4 separate regions of the Mus musculus genome follow, and regions 1, 2 and 4 are each linked to region 3. A link is a contact called in public HiChIP or PLAC-seq data. All regions are on one chromosome and are shown on one strand. The core of a region is the stretch at or near the end of the contact, and the rest is flanking DNA. Distances in the headings are between cores, read along the strand shown.

Region 1 (4,924 bases), core at 1,559-4,058, 340 kb before region 3:
GCCCCTCTTCCTTGCATTCTTATTAACAAAAGCATGAACAGACAAACAAACAGAACGCTGACAGTTTTTAAATAGGTAGATGGAGCCCAGTGAGCTCAGTTAACTCCTCACCACCATGGGAATGCTTGGGAAGTCCTGAAAACAGTGTTCCTCAAGGTGCTCCCTGTACTACGCTGGGAGAGGAGTCTAAAGTTGGTTTGTTTCCCAGTGTGCTCTGCGTTATTTTGCATAGAATGGCTTAATGTCAGTAGAGAGCATGTATATAAATATACAACTGGGAGGGGTTCAGGGCTCATAAAAATAGGCAGCAATGGGAGTTAAGATCCTGATATGAATCCCAAGGCAAGAAGGTAAGTTTACATTAAATGCTGGTTTAACGTGCTTTGGCCCATCAGTATAAATGATAAAAGGTTTGCTTGGTTTTTGTCTATTTTAAGATTTTTACCAAACTGAACTATCCCAATCCTGATCCAAACTCTGGGGCGCTCAAGAAATGTGGAGTTTTAGAGCTTTGTGATTGGGTGTGTTCAGCCTTTGTTTTTATTCCAGCTTGGGGATGCCAGCAAAAGGTCTTCAGGTCTTGATGTTCCTAGCCTTCCCTGACTTTGCAGCAGACAGTGAAATTATTATTTTCCTACTAAGATGGAATCAAGCCATACATAGAAAAGGTTCTAACTCAGAAAGCCTACGAAAATACACATTAAGTTCATTTTTTGTAAGTTTGGTGTGTCCAAAGAGGGGGGAGGGGAGTGTTGGGTTGATGGCACACACATCCAGCACTAGGGAGGCAGAGGCAGGGGGATTTCTGTGAGTTCAAGACCTGATCTATATAGCAAGTCCCAGACCAGCCATGGCTACATAGTCTCAGGGAGAAAAGAGGAAGGAAGGAAGGAAGGAAGGAAGGAAGGAAGGAAGGAAGGAAGGAAGGAAGGAAGGAAGGAAGGACAGACAGACAGGGTTGTGGAGATAATGGGGTGGAATTATCTGTATATCAGAAATCACCCTGTGGTGGCTTTTGTCATATTTGGCTTTGGTTGGAATTACAAGCTTTCACCTATACTTTGAGTAAACATTTAACTCAGGAAAAAGAGTCTGCTACTGGCCCTTCTCATGCATGGTTTCCTTGGAGACAGATATGCTCACACTCCCCCATCCTAAGCTAGTGTGTGAAGCATGTTTCTCTTTTCATACCGCATAATTGACCAGAGGGTGAACAAAGGATCCACAGGGAGGCAAAAACCCTGATGTCACTCCTGACCTCACCATGCTCAGCAGCACTGGTCCTCACCTACGGGGGACTTTCTTGTCTCTCACCTTGCATCACATTCACCATGTTCTGCTCAGTTACTGTCATCTAACTCCCTCCCCCATCTTGGTTCTGTTTATTAATCTAGTTGCCATCTTTTCTTTGGAACTTTCTCTTCTTCCCCTTTTACCTAAAGTTAGATGGTCTGTACACAAAGCCTGTTGCTGTTTCTCTGAGTCATAAAATCCTGAGATGATGGAGACATCAACAGGAGCCCCATCTTTGCACCAAGGCAGTCCTTGGGGGAGCCCCTTTCCAACCTCTCCTGTCCCTTTACTTCCTCCTATAATGTTAGAAAAGTTAATTAACAACTAAATCAGAATGTATTCCTCTTTACATAAGATTTACTTGCATTTACATGGCTGAGATCCTATCACCCCTCAACATAGGCTGTCAACTTTTTATGTATACAAAATAACCCTGCCAGTTACACTACAGTGGAGTCTCCCATAACCTTAAAACTTCCCCTTAACCCAAAATGCACCTTGTTTTCTGTATTGAAAGGTAGAGTCTGGGAGCCTGCTCTGTCCCCTTCTGTTGAGTCTCTCTCCCACAAACTACCTGGAAAAGGACATGGTCCATTTTGAAGTGATTTTGAACTTGCTGAGTATCCGTGGCTAGTGGGAAACATAAATTAAAGCTCACATTTCAGGAACAGGTAGAAAGGGAGCGAGGGAACTCTCTGTTTCCTGGGCTGCTGCGAGGTGATAGCTGTTAAAAAGCTGTCTGCTAAGGCATCCCAAGCTAATGCAAATTAGCAGTTGTTTTCTTTCAGAACTGTATGACTGAATAAACATTTACCATTTGTTTCCTTTCTACTCATCTCTTAAAACAGTTGCTACAGGTCTTAATAGTAAGACTCGAAACATATAATGTATTAGCCTTGGCACATCAAAATATTGTTCATCTTCCAAACTTGAGATATTCCAGTTTGGCTTCTCACTGAGTTTATAATGTTTGAGTGTATGTATCTAAAAACGCATCTTACTAATCTCCTGGAATTGGTTTTTTTTTTTTTTAAGTGCCTGTAACTTGTCACTATTCCCAGCTTCAACATGGCCTGTCACTTGTGAGATTGACTGGCATTGTGCTGGACCTCAGTCTTAGAGAACCCCCAATATGAAATCTGAACCACAGATACCTATTTTGGAAGAGAGGCCTGTGATATTTGTGCAAATTAATAATGAGGTTAAAATGGAGTTGAGTTAAAATGAGACAGCTGTGCTCCTTGCTTTTTATGCAAGCCTTTTCTCATGCCTTACAGGGCCACCTTTTCTCATGGTACCAGTGTGGCAACGGCCAGGGGTAAGGAATTCCACCAAGTGAACAACAAACAGTATCTAGTAAATTCTTGTTCCGAGCTCTCCTGAAAGGTTTATTCCAATGCAGTCGTTAACATTCCTGGAGCCTGTGTCTGCCAAGTGCTTGCACTCAGTTCACAGGCTTCCAATTTAGCATGACAAAGTTGCTCCCATTTGCAAATGGGAAACCTGGAGCCCCAAATGGAGCCTCACAGTGAACTGCGCCCGGGGATGAGATCCTAGAGATACAGTATAAAGGATTATCTAGGATCATGTGGATGGTTCGCGGTCGCTTTGTCTGCCTGCTGGGTTAGATCATTCTTGGCAAGTTGGGTGAATTAGTATCCTATTCCTGAGAGCCATTTCATTACCTAGTTTGGAACTCTTCCACGCCCTGAAAAACGTCCATTGAAACTTTTATCAATGGTATTTGCATAGACAAAATAGAATCAAACTATTGACATCTTCTTTTAAAAAAAGAAAAGAAAAGAAAGAGAGAAAGAAAGAAAGAAAATGTATGTGAATAGTTTGTCACTAAAGACAATTTATCCAAAGGCACCTGTCTCCTCTAAGGACTCTGCCTAAAAGGGTTTTTTGGAGGAGCTTGGTGAATTTTTTTGTCTTTAAAATAAAGTAGTTTTTTGAGGTAAGAGAGAAGCTTAGTTTTTGAAATGGCACAATGAATAACAAAGGTCTCTTTTCACCTCCAAAAAAGCGGGGACTATAAAGGACATTTGTTAGCCTCTTGAGGAAGAATTATGCTGTTAATCTGAAAGTCTAGATATAAGAAGGTTTGCAGGACAAGCAGAGCAGGTAAGGTAGAGAGACCCTGGCTCTAAAAGCAGCCTGTTTCACGTGGATGGTCACATCCGAGCTCCAATTCAAAGTCCAGTGGTTTCCTAGTGAGCAGGACAGCTGGCCAGTAAAGGTCAAGGCGTCTGACATTGAACGACCCATCCATGCCCATATCCTCTCATCCGGCCCCACTAGCTTGTCAATCAATATCTGTCACTTATTTGGAAGCTGCAGGTTCCCCCTTCACCCACCATGGCCTTAGGTGGATGTGGTTCGTGTTGGGGATGAGAAGAGTCTTCAAACAGTAAAATGAGGAACAAACAGATTGGTTCTGAGCCAGCGAGAGCAGTGAGACAGGTGGACAAGGTTTTCTGGGGCCACTCCCTTGCTGTCCACTGTGGAGTTTTCCTAAAGACTCCTTCAGAAGGCAAATACTAAGTTACTAGTCTCCTTTTAAAGAAATAGAAGGATAAAAGCCAGGTGTTGGAAACAAGGAGAGTTACAGAGTCCACAACTCCACAGTTCTCATGCATGTGTATCGTTCTCATGAGTCGATGTTCAAGCACTCCAGCCTGAATCCACAGTCCTCAGGATATTTGAAAAGGCTATACAGAGAAGCCGCTATGTGATGGCGTTTAAGGGACAGAGAAGCAGAGCGAAGGCTTAGGAGCGGGAGTGCAGTAGTCACAGTTACAGCACCTGAAGCCAGGATGGGATATTCTCTCCTAATTAGTGCTGAGGATTAATTAGGCACAAAGTTACAAGCCTTGAAAGAATTTCATCATTATTTTTCTTTGATTTTCTTTTCTATATTAAAAAAAAAAGGCCCACCCCATCATTTTCTATTTTAGCAGTTTCCACAACTTAAACATTAAGTTCTTATTGTTTGATTTCCGTTATATTAGGAGTGTGTGTTTTGCAATTCTAATCTTCGGGCTTTCCTTTCTTATCACTGAAGTGGGCCTTTTGAAGCTGGGAAATTTTTCATAGCAATATTGACAGTGTTCACATTTGCATGATGACAGCCAAGGAATGGAGCAGTAATTTTTGAAATTGCAGAAGTATTTAGAACACTGATAAAAGCTGAAATATATTTTTGATGGATTGAAGTTAAGCATACATGATTTTTTTCCTGCTGTCAAAAGGCTCTGAATTTAGTGAATATTTGCCTGCTGCGAGAATGCAAGATTAACATCACAACCATCACCCGGGCACCCAAACCCTGCAATTTAATAGCTTTTTAGGTTCTTTCCTTTTTCTAAACAGCAATTAATCTCATTTTAGTACAATTTTCTCGTTTCTGAAGTCGCTCATTGAATCGCTGTTTTGTTCATATTTGGCTTCAGCTTCTCTGCATAGTCATTAAAGTCCCAATTAATGTCGCCTTTAGCTGAAGAGTGCTCATTTTTATTGAGAAAATGACAGTTGCTGCCATGAGTAGTGCAGTGTAATATACATTAATTGCCCTGTAACACTGGTAATTACGAGTTTTTCAAGCCTCTCAGTAAACTGTCATGCCTAG
Region 2 (4,637 bases), core at 574-3,073, 430 kb before region 3:
AGAGTTGTTTCTCAAGATTAGACCATAATTTTGGCATCTTTTTCAGAAGCTTATATCAGTAACCCTACCAAGGTATGTGATTTTCATGTTACATTCTGGCAAACCAGATATGCATGCGCATGCACACACACACACACACACACACACACACACACACACACACACACACACACACAGTTTTTTAAAAGATGATTTCTAATTTTAAAAGGAAATTGAGAAAATTGATTTATAAATTTATAATTGCCCTCAGACATTTCTCGCTAATTTTTGATGTACTGAAGTAGTTCTTTAATTATATATGCACTTTCCATGGTGACTATCTGTAGATCCCCCCAACTCCTATGATGGTCTCAGTCTGTTTGTCTGTCTGTCTCTTTCTATCTTTCTTTCTTTCTTTCTCTGTTCCCCACCTCTGTTTTGATAGTGTTTCACTCTGAAGCCCAGGCTGGGTAGTTAATTGCTATGTAGACCTGAAACTTTTAGCAGTCCTCTTGCCTCAGTTTCCAGAGTACTGGGATTATATTTAAATTATTTTATACATATTTGTATTGAATATGTATGTGGACATGTATGCATGCCATGGCACACATGTGGAGGGTAGACAATGTGAATCTTAGAGATTAAACTCAGGTTGGCAGCACCTTTATTCTCAGAGCCATCTTGATGGCCCTATTAATTTTATTTTTCTTTTCTTTAAAACTGTCTCATTGGTCCTGGTCAGGAGGATCAGAAGCCAGACCCCATGATGATTTCCAGAAGTTGCTGGCAATGGCAGTGAGCAGGCAAACATGGAGTCATTTTTATTTCAAACTCTCTAAACTGGTGACATGCTTGGGTGGGTTCATTCATAAATAAAAAAAGTCAATGTTCACAAGAGCGTTGGCATACTGTGAACGTCAAATTATCTAAATTGCAGTCTCTTTGGTTTGCATTTACCTGAAGGCTGTATCAAAAGTAGTCAGATCTGATAAGGTGCAAGTATCCACCAAGGGCAGTCAGAGGCAGGAGTAGATGCTGGTGACATCTTACAGGAACATTCCATCTCTAAAGCAGACAGTTGTAGAAGCAAACGCCCTATTTGGGAAGAAGGTATCCCTAGTGTTTGGGGCTGTGACATCCTGGGTAAGGATAGCTGTAGTCTCTTGAGAGTGAGTTCTTCTGTAGCCTGCCACATCCTGATGCCTTCTGTTTTCAGAGCTGGCCAGAGAGTGTTCCATTAGCCTCTGTGCTACCTCTAGTTAAGACCAGTGTTTCCCCCCATGAATCTGGGATAGCCAAGGAGATAAACCTGGGAATGCTGACAGTCTGTAAAAAATGTTCTCCCTGCTGTTCCCAGGAGTAACTCACTTGTTTGTGGCCAGAAACCTTTTTCTTGTGGTCCTTTGTAGTATAAAACCCCATTTTATATTACAGATATGATGCAGCCGTCCTGAGGTTGCAGAGAATCCAAATGATATGCCTCCTGCATCAGGACCGGCTCTTCCCCATCCGCTCTTCCTCTCTCCTTGACCTCATGGCAGGAAGCCTTTGTGTGAGGTTCTCATCTGGAACAACTTCTCCACACTTGTTTTCGTGTTCTGTTGGATTACAGGGCAGCGGACCTACCTTTGAAGGTCCTTTCTCTTTTATTTCTTTGCTGTGCACTCCAGTAATTAACTTTGTCCTTCTTTTATTTGTTCCAGTCAATCGCAGGCCACTCTGCTGAGCATCTTCTCCCAGGAGTACCAGGTTAGAAGTTTTCTCCTTTGTGAGGGTTGACAGGTGCCTAATTGAATGATGAATGTCCCTTTATTTCTTTGTAATTGAACTGCCAGCTCTCTGATTGGGCTGGAGGATGGTCTCCTTGCCACATCAAGCAGCGCCTGCGTCTCAGTGGAGGCCTGCCAAGCCTACCCATCCATCTGTCTAATAACATCTAGCCTTTGCTTATTTGGTGGACCTGTAATAAATTATGCTAAAGCATTATTATTCTGACAATAATAATTTCCCCGTGTTGCGTGGCTCCATGTGCTAAATGTTTGCTGACTTGCACTGTCAGTGCCGCTTCCCACTGCTGACAGAGATGATGATAAATGACCACTGCTGGAGTGGCAGAAGGCAAGAGAGGCAGAAAATGGAGTCATTTATCATGAGATGACAGGTGTCAGTCAAGTGGCAAGTCTCTATGGAATTACTTTTTGTAGTTTTCAAATAAGTTGTTTTTAAGCAATGTTCTTCCTGGTTAAATATGGCAATTGGGTTGTAAAGCCCGAGTGCAGAAGACTTAGATGGAATTGAATTGAGGGAAAATTAATACAAAGGTTGGAAGAGGGAACAAGTTTTCCTCTGCCCTCTGCAGCCCGAAGCAAACTTATTTAGATTCAATTACTATGACCCTGGTGGCTTTTACATATAGACTGTACTTGTGGTACAGTCTGAAGACATCCCAGCCAAGCAGGAGATTAAAATGCATAGATGGAGTAGCAGGAAAAGAAATCTTGCCACCACCCAAACCCCCAAGCCATTAGCCATTTGCCCCGTATGCTTGCTACTGGGATGAAGAAATATGTCTTTGCTGTTCTTGACTCTGATCTGTGACACAACATAAAGATGTTTTTTTGTGTTTTGTTTCAGAAACATATTAAAAGAACACATGCCAAACATCACACTCCAGAAGCGATTGAAAGTTACTACCAGAGGTATGACCTGCCTGCCCCACTAGAGGGTATCACAGTACCTATTAATTGCTCTAATTATTATGAATAAATTAGATCATTAAACTGCCTTTCTATACTGTATTAAGACTGTTACTTGAAACTTGTAGTGTGTTTTGTAATGAGTTTTTAAGTGCTTCAGTTGGCATGTGTCAAGAATATGGCGATGGTGTCCATTTAGGTGTGTACACATGACGTATATGAGATGACACTGTTACGGAATCTGACTTAGCTCCTTAACACTTTGAGTAAGTGCACATCTTTTATGGTTACATTTGTTCATGTATACATATGCCTTACATGTATATGTGGCAAGTTTTCAAACCAATTATATACTAACATTTCATTATCATTCAATTGTTGATGGACAACTAGATTGGTTCATTTTCCTTGCTATGGTGAGTAAACAGCAATAAATATAGGGTTCCGATATCTCTATGGTAGGGTCTAGACTTTCTGAGTTTAGGCTGAGGAATGAAAGAATTGGAGCAAATGGTAATTCCATTTTAAATTTTTTGAGAAATCTCCAAACAGACTTGTACAATGTCTGTATTAACTTGTATCCCAGCAAGAGAGTAATAAGCATTCTTTTTTTCTCCACATTTCTCCAACATTTGTTGTCAGATTTCTTGATGAGAGCCATTCTGACTGGGTAAGGTGGTATCTTTTAGAAAGGTCACTGAATTGTATAGATTTTGTGGTCTGGGGTCTGTTTTTATTATTTGCAAGTTACTTTTAAATAATAAAGTTTATACAAGCTTAAAAAAGAATTGAGATTTATTGAAGCTATTGAAATTGGATTTTCTTTTAAAGAGTCATTCACTGTGCCACATGGTGAAAGATCTCTTGTTTTAAGTTAAAGATACTAAAGATATGCACGATGAGTGGATCACCTCCCCACACACATTTTATCTAAAATTGCTCTCTAAAGATGTTTTTGTAGATTTCGAGAAAAGTCATAGCTAACTTCATAAAATTTATATTTAAGTTCTACAGGACCTATAATAGTTCTATAAGACCTACAAATGCTTTTGGCATCTAGATAATTTTAAAAAGTATTGAATTTTTTTTCTTTTTATGCCAAGATATAACTGTTTGCTTTGAGATAGCATGCCATTATACAGCTCCAGTTGGCCTCTGACTTGGCACTTCACCTTCTTCAACCTATGCTTACAGACCTGTACCACTACATCTGTAAAAAAGGAAATACATTTTTGTTTGTAAACTTAAAGATTTTTAATTAAATCATTTGAAAACTATCATGTATATGTATGTGTGTGTATGTACGTAAGTATGTATGTATGTGTGTGTGTATGTATGTATGTGTATGTATGTATGTATGCATGCATGTATGTATGTATGTATGTATGTATGTATGTGTATATCCCAAGTCTAGTTGCACAGGTTTATAATTCCAGCATTGGGGATGCTGGGGCATGAGGATCTCAGGTTCCCAGACAGCCTCAATAACTTGGTGAGACCATGTCTGGCAACATAAGAAAGAGTATTTGGTCTGCAGTCTGTTGTACAGTACTTGCTTAGCTCCTCAAGGCCATGGGTTCTATCCTCAGCACCAAGAAAGAAACGTGTACATAATTACTAATCCTTTCTGTTCTTCTATTTACTTTTCTATTACCTGGATAGTTTCCCTTTTAGATAAAGAGTTTAAGAAAGTACAGTTACTGAGTAATGAATGATAGGTACTGAGTAGAGTGGTTAGTAACAAGGATGTAGAAATAGATTTGCTTCTTTGCATTTTTTAAATATGAGGGTCTCAGTTATGGTGAGGCATTGAAACATTTGAAATAAAACTAGAATGGGGGCTGTAACAGACTCAGAGGAAAGGCGTCCCCACAGTGTCCTCCTGATCACTGCCAGTCCCTCCCTCTGTGCCATGGGCGGGAGGCAGCCATACTGTTACCTTTGAGGCAGACCACCTTTCTA
Region 3 (4,430 bases), core at 1,283-3,782:
GGCAGTCTCTTCCACCCCGCTGCACTTCAAGGTCTGCCCCCTTTATTTACAGAGAATTAAGAAGTGAGTGATTAGGACTTCCTGGCCGACAGAAGCTGCCCTGATTCCAGCTCAAGCTGCGTTTAGTGACTCCCAGGCCCTCAGTAGGAAGCAGAAAGGGGAGGGGAGGGAGAAAAAGAAAGAAAGAAAGAAAGAAAGGAAAGAAGAAAGAGTGAGAGAAAAGAAGAAAGAAAGGGCAACTGGAAGTTTTTTCTCGGCTGCAGAAAACTTTCCTCTTAATCAAGGCCTGTGTTAGGCAGCCCGAGACAACCAGCCCTGTGCCTTTTGGCCAGGATTCGTGTCCTTGGGGAGAAGGCCCGGCCGGCAAGATTTAAAGACTCAGTTCTTACATTGGACCGTGGGGTCTGGAGAGGCCGAACCAAGGGAGCAGAGAAGGTTCTATTTTTCTGGTCTTTGACTCAAGATCAGGCTCTCTCCCTTGTCTTTCTCTACTGCAAGCAGTCTGTCTCCTCATGCAGAATTAAGTCCCCACTTAGCCTCCCTGGTCCACCCTAACACCACCACAATCACCACCACCTCCACCACCACCATCACCACCAGAGACAAGCACACGCACTCACACACACTCACACACAGTAAGCTGGGTCCGGGGGTCGGTTTACCCATAGATTGCGTCCTTGTCTCTTTTCAAGGCGTCGTTGACAGCAGATCCCATGCTGGCTGGCATGACATTGGGGTGCGGGGCGTGCGCGCCGTAGTGCTGCGTGGCGTGGAGCGGCGGCCCGTGGTTTAGGTGGTGAACCGGGGGGATCGGCCGCGGCGCGTGAGGGTCTCCGTACATGGAAGCGGGAACCCCTACTCCGTCCATCCCGCCGTAATGGGGCAGCTCATCGTACTGTCAGAGCCCGGGCAAGAGGAGGGGGCGGTGGCACAGAGTAAGAGAGAACCCAGGGGGGCAGAGGCAGGAAAGCAAAGGAACCCGGAGCAAAGAAAAGAGGGTACAGAGGAGTGGGGATGGAATAGAGATAGGGGGTGTAAAGACGGATGAGAGAGAGAGAGAGAGAGAGAGAGAGAGAGAGAGAGAGAGAGAGAATAAAAACAAAGTCAGAAAAAAAGAAAAGTACCGGACACAAGTTAAACACACTACAAACCAAACCAGGAGAAAAAACAGATTTGAAAGTTGGGAGAGGATGTCGTAAATTTTAAAATTAAAGTCTGAGCCGAGAGCAGCATTCAGGGAAGGCAGATCAGGCGGAGAGGCCGGGGACGCCGGGTGGGGGGTGGGGGGGCACAGGGAGGCCCCGCTCCCGCTGGAGGCTGCAGAACCCCAGCGAGCCAACCCAGGGAGAAGTGGAGTTAGCAAGAGAAGGAAGCCCCGGATCCCACCCCTTACCCCCCTTCGCCTCCTCCAGGAGATCCAATAAATCAAAGGGCGAAATGAAACAAAATAAAGAGAAGAAAAACGCTAATAATCAGGCCGAGAACGGCAAGGACAAGGGAAGACTAGGGTCGGTGCCTCCCCGGGGGCTAGGAGCTGAGGGTGGGGAGGAATAACGTGAAAGTTACCAGAAACATTATTTAGCAGCGGATTCCCTGCGTCCTTGTCAATTTCAGAGACAAAACAAGCAGCCGGGGCTAGTCTAGGCAGCGCGGCCCCACGCCGGCGGCTCCTACGCAGCCCGCGCCCGCCCGGAGCCGCGCGAGTAGCGGCGAAAGAGGCGCAGCGGCGGCGGCAGGAGAACCCGGGGAATCACGCTGCCGGGGTAAAAGCTGGAGCGAGGCGAAAGCGTGTAACAATTGCACACAAGTACACACACACACACACACACACACACACACACACACACACACCACTCACACGCTCTCGCCGCCCGCAGAGAACCCGGGGAATCACGCTGCCGGGGTAAAAGCTGGAGCGAGGCGAAAGCGTGTAACAATTGCACACAAGTACACACACACACACACACACACACACACACACACACACACACACACACACACACACACCACTCACACGCTCTCGCCGCCCGCCCGCTCGCTCAGCGCTGGGACACGCGCGGCCAGACACGCACACACGCACGCACACACACTCTCACACACGCAGAGGCACAGGGGGGAAAGAAGCCGGTGAATAATTTTGTTACTATTTTTTAAAATACTGGCCGCCATCATCATCAAGCAACCAGCAGCAGCCAGCTCAAAGGGAGAGAAGGCATGGGGCAGGGCCCTGTAGGAGAGGATTTATATCTAGGTAAGTGTTGGAGATTTAAACCTACCCTTTGCGCCATCAGTCTGCGCTCCAATAAACTCCTGGATGTGTCGTATATTTAATATCCCAGTCCGGATAAGAAAGTGAGCTAGGTTGAAGAGTCCTTTTTTTCCAAACCAAGGAGACTTCTCCCAATTTTCCAATGTTATTTTTTGGGGGGTGGGGAAAGCCCAGTCAAGAAAACGAAGAATTTTTTTCAGTGATATTTCTTCTTTTTCTCTTTTTTCCTCTTCTTCCTCCTCCTCCTGATCTTCCTCCTCCTCCCCCTCCTCCCCCTCCCCTCCTCCTCCTCTTCGGTCCTCCTTTACTCCTCTTTCTCTTCTTTTCCTCTTAGTTGAAAAAAAAAAAGAAAAGAAAGAAAAGAAAAAGAAAAAAAATTGTCAAGCCCCCGAACTGAAGGTTACGAGCGGCCAGTCAGCAGCCCACATGTAACCGAACTGTCGAGTTTCATGGCTTTTTGCCACTCCAGCTGTCAATCAAAGCCCGGAATGTCAAGGTAGTGAATGAATGATGGTTGATGATGATGAAGAGGAGCAATCTTTCAGACCCGTTTTTTTTTTCTTCCAGTAAAACTCCGCGAGGGGTTTCTGCTTCTTGAATTCTTCCTCCCCCCTCCCCCCTCTTTTAGCTTTGCCCCCAAAATAGCTCTAATATGATCCTCTCTTTTTAAAGTATTGTTCAAAGAAAGCAAGGAGAAAACCAAGAAAAAAATGAATAGTTTGCAAAAATTGGACTTCCTCCCCCCCTCTCTGGTAGGTATTTTGTCTTTCCCTCTCTCTCTTTCTCGCTCGCTCTCACTCGCGCTCGCTCTCTCGCGCTCTCTTTCTCTCTCTGGGAGATGAGTGAGTGTCAGTAGGTGTTGGCAGGTTGGCTGCAGCCGGGCTTATAGTAGAGCCTCAGTTTGGCGGCGCGGGTCGGCGGCGGGAGAACGAAATGACGGAACCCGGAAGTCGTGGTGGCCATAGCCCGTCCTACGGCGGAGACACATCCCGAGAGTGGGGAGCTGGAGCGAGGAGGAGCGCGCAGCGCGGAGCCTCTGATATGCAGCGAGTGCGGTCGGACGGCCCCGGGGGGGGGGGGGGGGGCTGGGGAAGGGGAGGCTGGAGCGGAGAGGACCGGAGCAAATCAGCAAGCCTGCTTCTCCAGGGGGACGACGCGGGAGGGAGAGGAAGAGGGGAGGGAGGGGGGATGAGGGAGGGGGAAAGGGGGAAGGGAGGGAAGGAGGGAGAGCGACAGGAGAGGGAGAGAGAGGGAGAGAGAGAGAGAGAGAGAGAGAGAGAGAGAGAGAGAGAGAGAGAGAGAGAGAGAGAGAACACGCGTGATTGGAGGGGGAAGGAAGAGAGGTGGAAGAGGACAGGGAGAGCGCAGACAGGAAAACTGCAGAAAGCCACAGGGAAAGTACGGTACAGACTCAGATCTTTTTATTTTCAACTTACTTCTCGTTTATTTCCCCACCACTCCTCTTGGCTCCTGCCTAACTGGGTCGCGTTGGGGATGTTTGGCATGGCGCTCTAGCTTTTGTTCGTTTTAATTCCGCGGCCCCCTTCCTCTGCCGGCGGATTACTAGGTCCCGAACTCTGCCACTACAACCTAGAGCAGCAAGCTCCGCCAACTGCACCACCGCCAGGCTAGGATTTTTGTTGTTGTTGTTGTTGTTGTTGTTGTTAAGTGGTACTTTCTTTCTCGTGCAGATGCAGAGCCCTTTTTGTCAATATTCATTTTTGTCTAGTACAAGATATGAGCAGCTGAACTCGGAGCATAGTCCCTCGGTGCGCTGCAGACAGTGTAGACCACCATTGAGAGTCTAGGGGTCCTGGGCTCAATCTGGAGGGAGAAAGCAGGATGAGAGTTAGTAGGGCGGGAGTTAGTGGGGTAGGAGTTAGAGGAGAGGGAGTTGTTTGGTGTTTGTTGTTTACCGATGTAGACAAGTGTGTGTGTGTGTGTGTGTGTGTGTGTGTGTACGCGCGCGTGCGTGCGTGCGCGTGACCGCTGTGCGCCTCTAAAGTGAATCTTGGATCTAGGAAGCACCGGAGGAGAAAGATTAAAAAGCATGTGAGACAGAAGATGCTTGCGAGGAGTGGCTGGCTCTGGCTGCCCAGCTTTGTTGTGGTTGCCCTGGGCGCAGCGGTTGTAAAGAGGGCTAAAGGCTGAGTTAATTACA
Region 4 (5,035 bases), core at 171-2,670, 460 kb before region 3:
AAACCTTCAGACTTTCTGGGAAGGAGACAATTAGTTGGGGTGTAATCTGAACTTGGGTGTCTTGCCTTTGTGCTCCAGTTCCACCCTGAAGAGGGTAGTTCTGTACTTGACACATGCAAATGCTAAATACGGCAGCAGCATGAGGTCTCTGTCATTAGCAGTAATTTATGTAATGAAAGCCACCTGGCTGTTTTTTATAATTAATTGCTTGTAAATAATAAATTTAAATATAATTTATAGTTTTCTAAATTTGATTACTATACAGCCCCAACAGCAAACCTAAAAAATAATGGTGACTTCATAATTAAATAACATATTTTTAAAAGTAAATGTGTTTTGGAGAGTGATGGGAACCTCACCAATCCCCTTGTTAGCCTCTTCTCTAGTTGAGATGCTGATTTTGTAAGTCTCACTAATTTAACCTTTATATTGTCATTTCAGTTGATCTTTGAAATATATTCCTACATATAATTTAATACACAGAAGAAAATAGACTAATTAACATAAGTGAAGTTAACTCTACTGAAAAAAATGTGTTTAAGACTATGTCATAAAATTTTGAATGTATTTGAAGAAACTTTAAATGTGGGTGAGGCACCTATGGTGGTTTATTAAATACTGTAGTGATAGTAAGAGGCTTTGCCTGGGAGACTTATTAAATACTAAAGGTAACTATTCATTTAGGAAGGCTTTACAGTATATCTCTGCATTCATGGAGCCAGATGTACTAGCTGCCAGAGAGTTATTTTGATGCTGTGGCAAGTATTAGTGATTCACACGACTCAAAGAGAATGGGAAATTCTGAGCCCAGTCCTTGATGGTCTGTCATTAAAAGAGAAAGAAAGGAAAGACAGAAAGGGGTGGAAGAAAAAATAGAATTTATGCTTTATTTTTAAGACTGACAAATATGTTTACTGACACTTATATGAAATTTTCTCAAACTTTACACATTGGATTTTTAAAATTAATTTCTCTTTTCTCAGTGTATCTCCATTTAAAACTATATCCTTTAGATATTTACATTGTTATTTTGCCATATAGCAGTAAAGTTACTGCCATTGTCAATTTATGGAATGCATAGAATATATTAGGATTAATAGATTAGAAAATTATATAGCTCTGAGCTATAAACATAAATTAGAAAAATTCTCCATATGAGACTGTTAGTAAGTTGTACCATAATTTAGATAAATCAGTAATGCTGTTTCATTAGTTGAATCTCATTTTTTTTTTTTTTTTTTTTTTGATCTGCAATTCTCTATGTTCCTTGGAGAAAATCAGCTAGATCATGAAGAGCTTAGCTTTGTTAAATAGCAGCCTTGCACACTGGCTGCTTCTGAGATGGAAGAGTCAGTGAAGTTGGCCCTGTTTGCAGAGCTTCTGTCTGTGGTCAGGGTGACCACCATCAATCACCTCAACAGCTGACATCATACTTGTTCAGTGCCTGCTTTCCAAGGCCTTGAATAATCCCTTAAGAATTCAGAATGTTGTTGACTGCCCCCATTTTCATCACTGAAGAAAGAGGCTTTGCAACAGGTGCAGGGGCTGGGGGGAGGGAGGGTACTAATTGTAGGGTGTGCTTAATCTGACCAGAAGGGAGAGTGACTCCAAATTTGGTATCTTAGAGAGCAGAGTGACCTTTTAAAGTCCCAAGATGAGAATTGCCAACAATTGCAACAGGCTAATTATACCCACAAGGAGTTGTGAAGTGCTTTCAAGTTTTCATGTACACCTAGAAGTTCAGCCATTGGTTTGAAGTCATTAACATATGACAGATGCACTCCCCTTCCTGGGCTCCTGCGATAAGACTTGATTGTAGAAGTGGGAATTTGACCACAGCTTATCCCTTGCTTCATTAGCTTCTTTACAGACAAGCAGGGTGGGGTGTTTTGGTTTTTTTTTCTTTTCTTTCTTTCTTTCTTTCTTTCTTTCTTTCTTTCTTTCTTTCTTTCTTTCTTTTTTTTTTTTTTTGACTGTTATCTAACAATTCCCGAAGCCTCTTCACTTTCTGCAGACAAGAGGTCACAGCAGATAACCTCGATGCTGATTTTCCCAAAGCATGTCACACATGGACACTGTTAAATGTCTTTTGTATATAAATCCATAATATATTACACATATGTTTAATGTATCCCTAATTGTACCTTATGTGAGCTTGGATATTTCTTTTCCCATTTATATGATTTTTAGATATAGCAGCTTCAGTGTAATTTCTGGGTTGGATTTATTTATTTGTTGTCCTGGTGTGTGTGTTTCTGAGGATCCAGCCCCAGGCTCCCTATAAGCCAGGCAAGTGTCTGACCAATTTTTGGTTTAGATGATAACTGAATATGTGACTTCTATGTGCATAGATTTGACCACTCTTTAAAGTTGTTGAGAGCAGAGAAATGAAATTTGGGTCCTCTCCTCTTAGTCTCCGGGCTGACCTGTTGTTCCCGAATCAGGAATAAATGGTATAGGGGATAACATGTAGAAGGGTGGATATCAAGCAACAAGGGGCCTTATGACGTAACCCCAGAACTGCAGCTCTTAACTGAAATGGCTTTTCATTACCTGGTTGAAAAGCACCTAGAATAAGCCATTTTGGATTCTAGTGAAAAGGCCGCTGCTGGGTGAGACCAGTCTCTAGTAGTTTAATTTCCCTTCTTGGTATCTTTGTATTTTATTTCAAGTGGACTTTCTTAACACACACTGAAATATTTTTTCCAGTTCTTTCCTGTTGGGTTAAAACCTGTTTATAGGAGTCACGCTTCCCTTAAGCTCTGGGGTATGATGTAGATTTTGTCTTCCCAGAGGGCATACTCATGTTTAGTTGTGTTCCCATCAATTACCACCAAGGCCTTTTTGTGCAATTAGGGGGGTGGTTAATTTACTGTAAGTAAAGTTACTACCTGTCTAGGGATTAACTGATCCAGGTTGGAAGTCACAGACTTTTGAGTTTGGTTTCAAAGCAGGAGTTGATTTCTTAACTCTCCACTGCTGTTTTGGTAGCAGTTTCTGGGTTAGTTTGTGATCTTGGTGACAGCAGGTGTTTTCTTGGTTCTGATTCTCAAGGCTGAATAAACTGTGTTGGATAAAATGATAAGTGTCATTGGAAAATCCTAGCAACAGGTGCCTTTGCACTTGATACCATTGGCAGGGAGGGAGCTGCAAGGGGCTTCTGCTGCCTCCATTGTGGACTGTCTGTCAGTACTCTGATGGCTAGAAACTACGGCCAGGATGGTGTTCGGTTGATAGCTGATACCTCAGGGAAATAAAATCTGCAGGAAAATTGATGCTGGACCTCACAGAATATAAAGATGTCATTTTACAATGTTTAAAGCCAGCTATGGAGAATAGCAAGTTCACTAAAGATTATTTGTTGTTAAAAAGGTTTTCAGTGTAGTCTGTGCCATGAAGTGACTCACTTCATGTGACCCCAATTCGAGAGGGAGTACATTCCATCTGGATCTTCACTTCTCTGGAAAAAAATGGCCCAAAGGATCACAACCAACTTCTTTGCCATTAATTGGTCTTTCCTTACTCTTTATTTTATTTTACTTTATTTTATTTGTAGGTAATGTATTTATTTTTACTTTTTACTTTTAGTTTTTGAGTCTTACTGTGTACTCCTGGCTGACTTGTAGCTCCCTATGTAGACCAAGCTGGCCTGGAACTCCCAGAGATCTGCCTGTATCTGCCTCCTGAGTGGTGGGATTAAAGGCATGCACCACCCCTGCCTGGCTAAAGTTTTTATTATTTAGCATGTTTTTTACAAATTGTTTTTATTTTAGACAGTATGTTAAATATTTTTAAAAAACTTGGCAAGAAGTTTCTTGAATATAATTTAAAGAGTTAGTTTAGTGTTTTAGTATTGTATTTTTAATTTTATCTTTTAAAATTATGCATATAAATATATCTTGATCATGTCATGTAAACTAAATGATATTTTGATATGAGTTGCTAGTAAACTGCTGTAATTAAAGACATACAGATGAAAGAAGCGGGATCTTGAACCATAATTGAAATTGTACTGAGCCAGGGGTCATCAACTTAAAAGGGGAAAACCTGAACTGAGTTCCATGTTTTGTTTTGTTTTGTTTTTTTTTAAAGATTTATTTATTATTATACATAAGTTCACTGTAGCTGTCTTCAGATGCACCAGAAGAGGATGTCAGATCTCATTATGGGTGGTTGTGAGCCACCATGTGGTTGCTGGGATTTGAACTCAGGACCTTTGGAAGAGCAGTCAGTGCTCTCATCCACTGAACCATCCGAGTTCCATGGTTTTAAAAGTGTGAGCTATCACATGTGGTCGTGAATGGACCCTACTTACAAGGTGAGCATTGGGTAGAGTCCCATCTCTGTCCCAGGCCACGTGTCTAAGGATTCAGAAAGGCCAGGAGGTCTGGCCCTTGCCTGTGTTTTACTACAGTCTTCGTGCCATGGGTCTGGGCGAGTTGCTTCCACTCTTGCAGTTTTCATTTGCCTGTGTGAAGGTAGAGTGGAGATCACAAGCAATCCACGAAAAGGCTTTAGTGCCATGGTGATTCCCTGCCAGATCTCCGAAAGGAAGTTTTCTACAGACTCTGGGAAGGACATTAAATAAGTGAAATGGAAACAACCTCATCTAATGTCTGACTCAGTTTAGAAATGTGACTTTTCTGAGAAGGGTGTGCACCTGGGCCTTTCCTGGCTGAGTATTAACTCAGGTGACTCAAAACTAAGATATGTTGCTGTGTAGTTTGTAAGTACTTTGAAAAAAACAGGTCACAGCATTAGGTAATGTGGGAAACTTGCAGTTGGCAAGCAGGTCTTTGCATTGAAGACAAAGCAGGTGACAAGTGCCTTGGAGCACAAGTTTAAAAAAAAAAGTAAGGGGCACGCGGACAGCTACTTGGAATAGTGTCATGAAGAAGCATCTAACTGCTTGCTCTTCTGTTGTTTTACTTCTTTTAAGTGACTTAAGTCAAGGTAGACTCTCAAATTGTGCTTTTATGAATCATTTCAACTATGTCATGTAAACAGTATGAATGTGTGCTTCTCTAGGCCCTTT

The links. HiChIP or PLAC-seq counts read pairs in DNA pulled down with a chosen protein or histone mark.
Region 1: a contact with region 3 is called in an H3K27ac HiChIP or PLAC-seq map of embryonic stem cells, with 10 read pairs. The contact joins the enhancer-like site here to the promoter of Meis2 in region 3. A contact is called at or near these places in 2 of 39 promoter capture datasets (both in embryonic stem cells), 9 of 484 Hi-C or Micro-C datasets (embryonic stem cells, neural progenitor cells and stem cell-derived motor neurons), 18 of 115 datasets of contacts at active chromatin or transcription factors (cardiomyocytes, craniofacial prominence, embryonic basal ganglia and 8 more) and 1 of 9 other capture datasets (embryonic stem cells).
Region 2: a contact with region 3 is called in an H3K4me3 HiChIP or PLAC-seq map of neural tube, with 4 times the contacts expected there. The contact joins the enhancer-like site here to the promoter of Meis2 in region 3. A contact is called at or near these places in 3 of 39 promoter capture datasets (cranial neural crest and embryonic stem cells), 1 of 15 datasets of contacts at CTCF or cohesin (pro-B cells), 1 of 484 Hi-C or Micro-C datasets (Th2 cells), 16 of 115 datasets of contacts at active chromatin or transcription factors (the NIH/3T3 cell line, acute myeloid leukemia, craniofacial prominence and 8 more) and 4 of 9 other capture datasets (adipose tissue, embryonic stem cells, macrophages and 1 more).
Region 4: a contact with region 3 is called in an HNF4G HiChIP or PLAC-seq map of pancreatic cancer cells. The contact joins the enhancer-like site here to the promoter of Meis2 in region 3. A contact is called at or near these places in 1 of 39 promoter capture datasets (embryonic stem cells), 11 of 484 Hi-C or Micro-C datasets (3T3-L1-derived adipocytes, the C2C12 cell line, gonadal supporting cells and 5 more), 18 of 115 datasets of contacts at active chromatin or transcription factors (bone marrow-derived macrophages, craniofacial prominence, differentiating embryonic stem cells and 13 more) and 1 of 9 other capture datasets (embryonic stem cells).

What each region holds. Positions count from the first base shown.
Region 1 is chr2:115,720,888-115,725,811 of GRCm38.p6, forward strand. The region is part of intron 10 of BC052040 (cDNA sequence BC052040); the gene reads left to right. Among named protein-coding and RNA genes, the nearest start is that of Gm52524, 54 kb to the right of the region's middle. Within about 2 kb of position 2,809, at least 37 of the 459 cell types and tissues checked have an H3K27ac peak or open chromatin away from gene starts, as enhancers often do. A contact at or near this core is called in embryonic stem cells, forebrain, neural progenitor cells and 2 more, where this site is marked.
Region 2 is chr2:115,629,323-115,633,959 of GRCm38.p6, forward strand. It overlaps BC052040 (cDNA sequence BC052040), which reads left to right. Exons shown (of 11, transcript NM_207264.4): 2 at 1,683-1,728; 3 at 2,614-2,678. Among named protein-coding and RNA genes, the nearest start is that of Mir1951, 7.1 kb to the right of the region's middle. Within about 2 kb of position 1,824, at least 10 of the 459 cell types and tissues checked have an H3K27ac peak or open chromatin away from gene starts, as enhancers often do. A contact at or near this core is called in neural tube, where this site is marked.
Region 3 is chr2:116,062,526-116,066,955 of GRCm38.p6, forward strand. Meis2 (Meis homeobox 2) reads right to left here and starts at 2,533. Exons shown (of 12, transcript NM_001159568.1): 1 at 2,277-2,533; 2 at 663-895. The coding sequence starts at 2,288.
Region 4 is chr2:115,604,486-115,609,520 of GRCm38.p6, forward strand. The region is part of intron 1 of BC052040 (cDNA sequence BC052040); the gene reads left to right. Among named protein-coding and RNA genes, the nearest start is that of BC052040, 25 kb to the left of the region's middle. Within about 2 kb of position 1,421, at least 20 of the 459 cell types and tissues checked have an H3K27ac peak or open chromatin away from gene starts, as enhancers often do. A contact at or near this core is called in muscle stem cells, myocytes and pancreatic cancer cells, where this site is marked.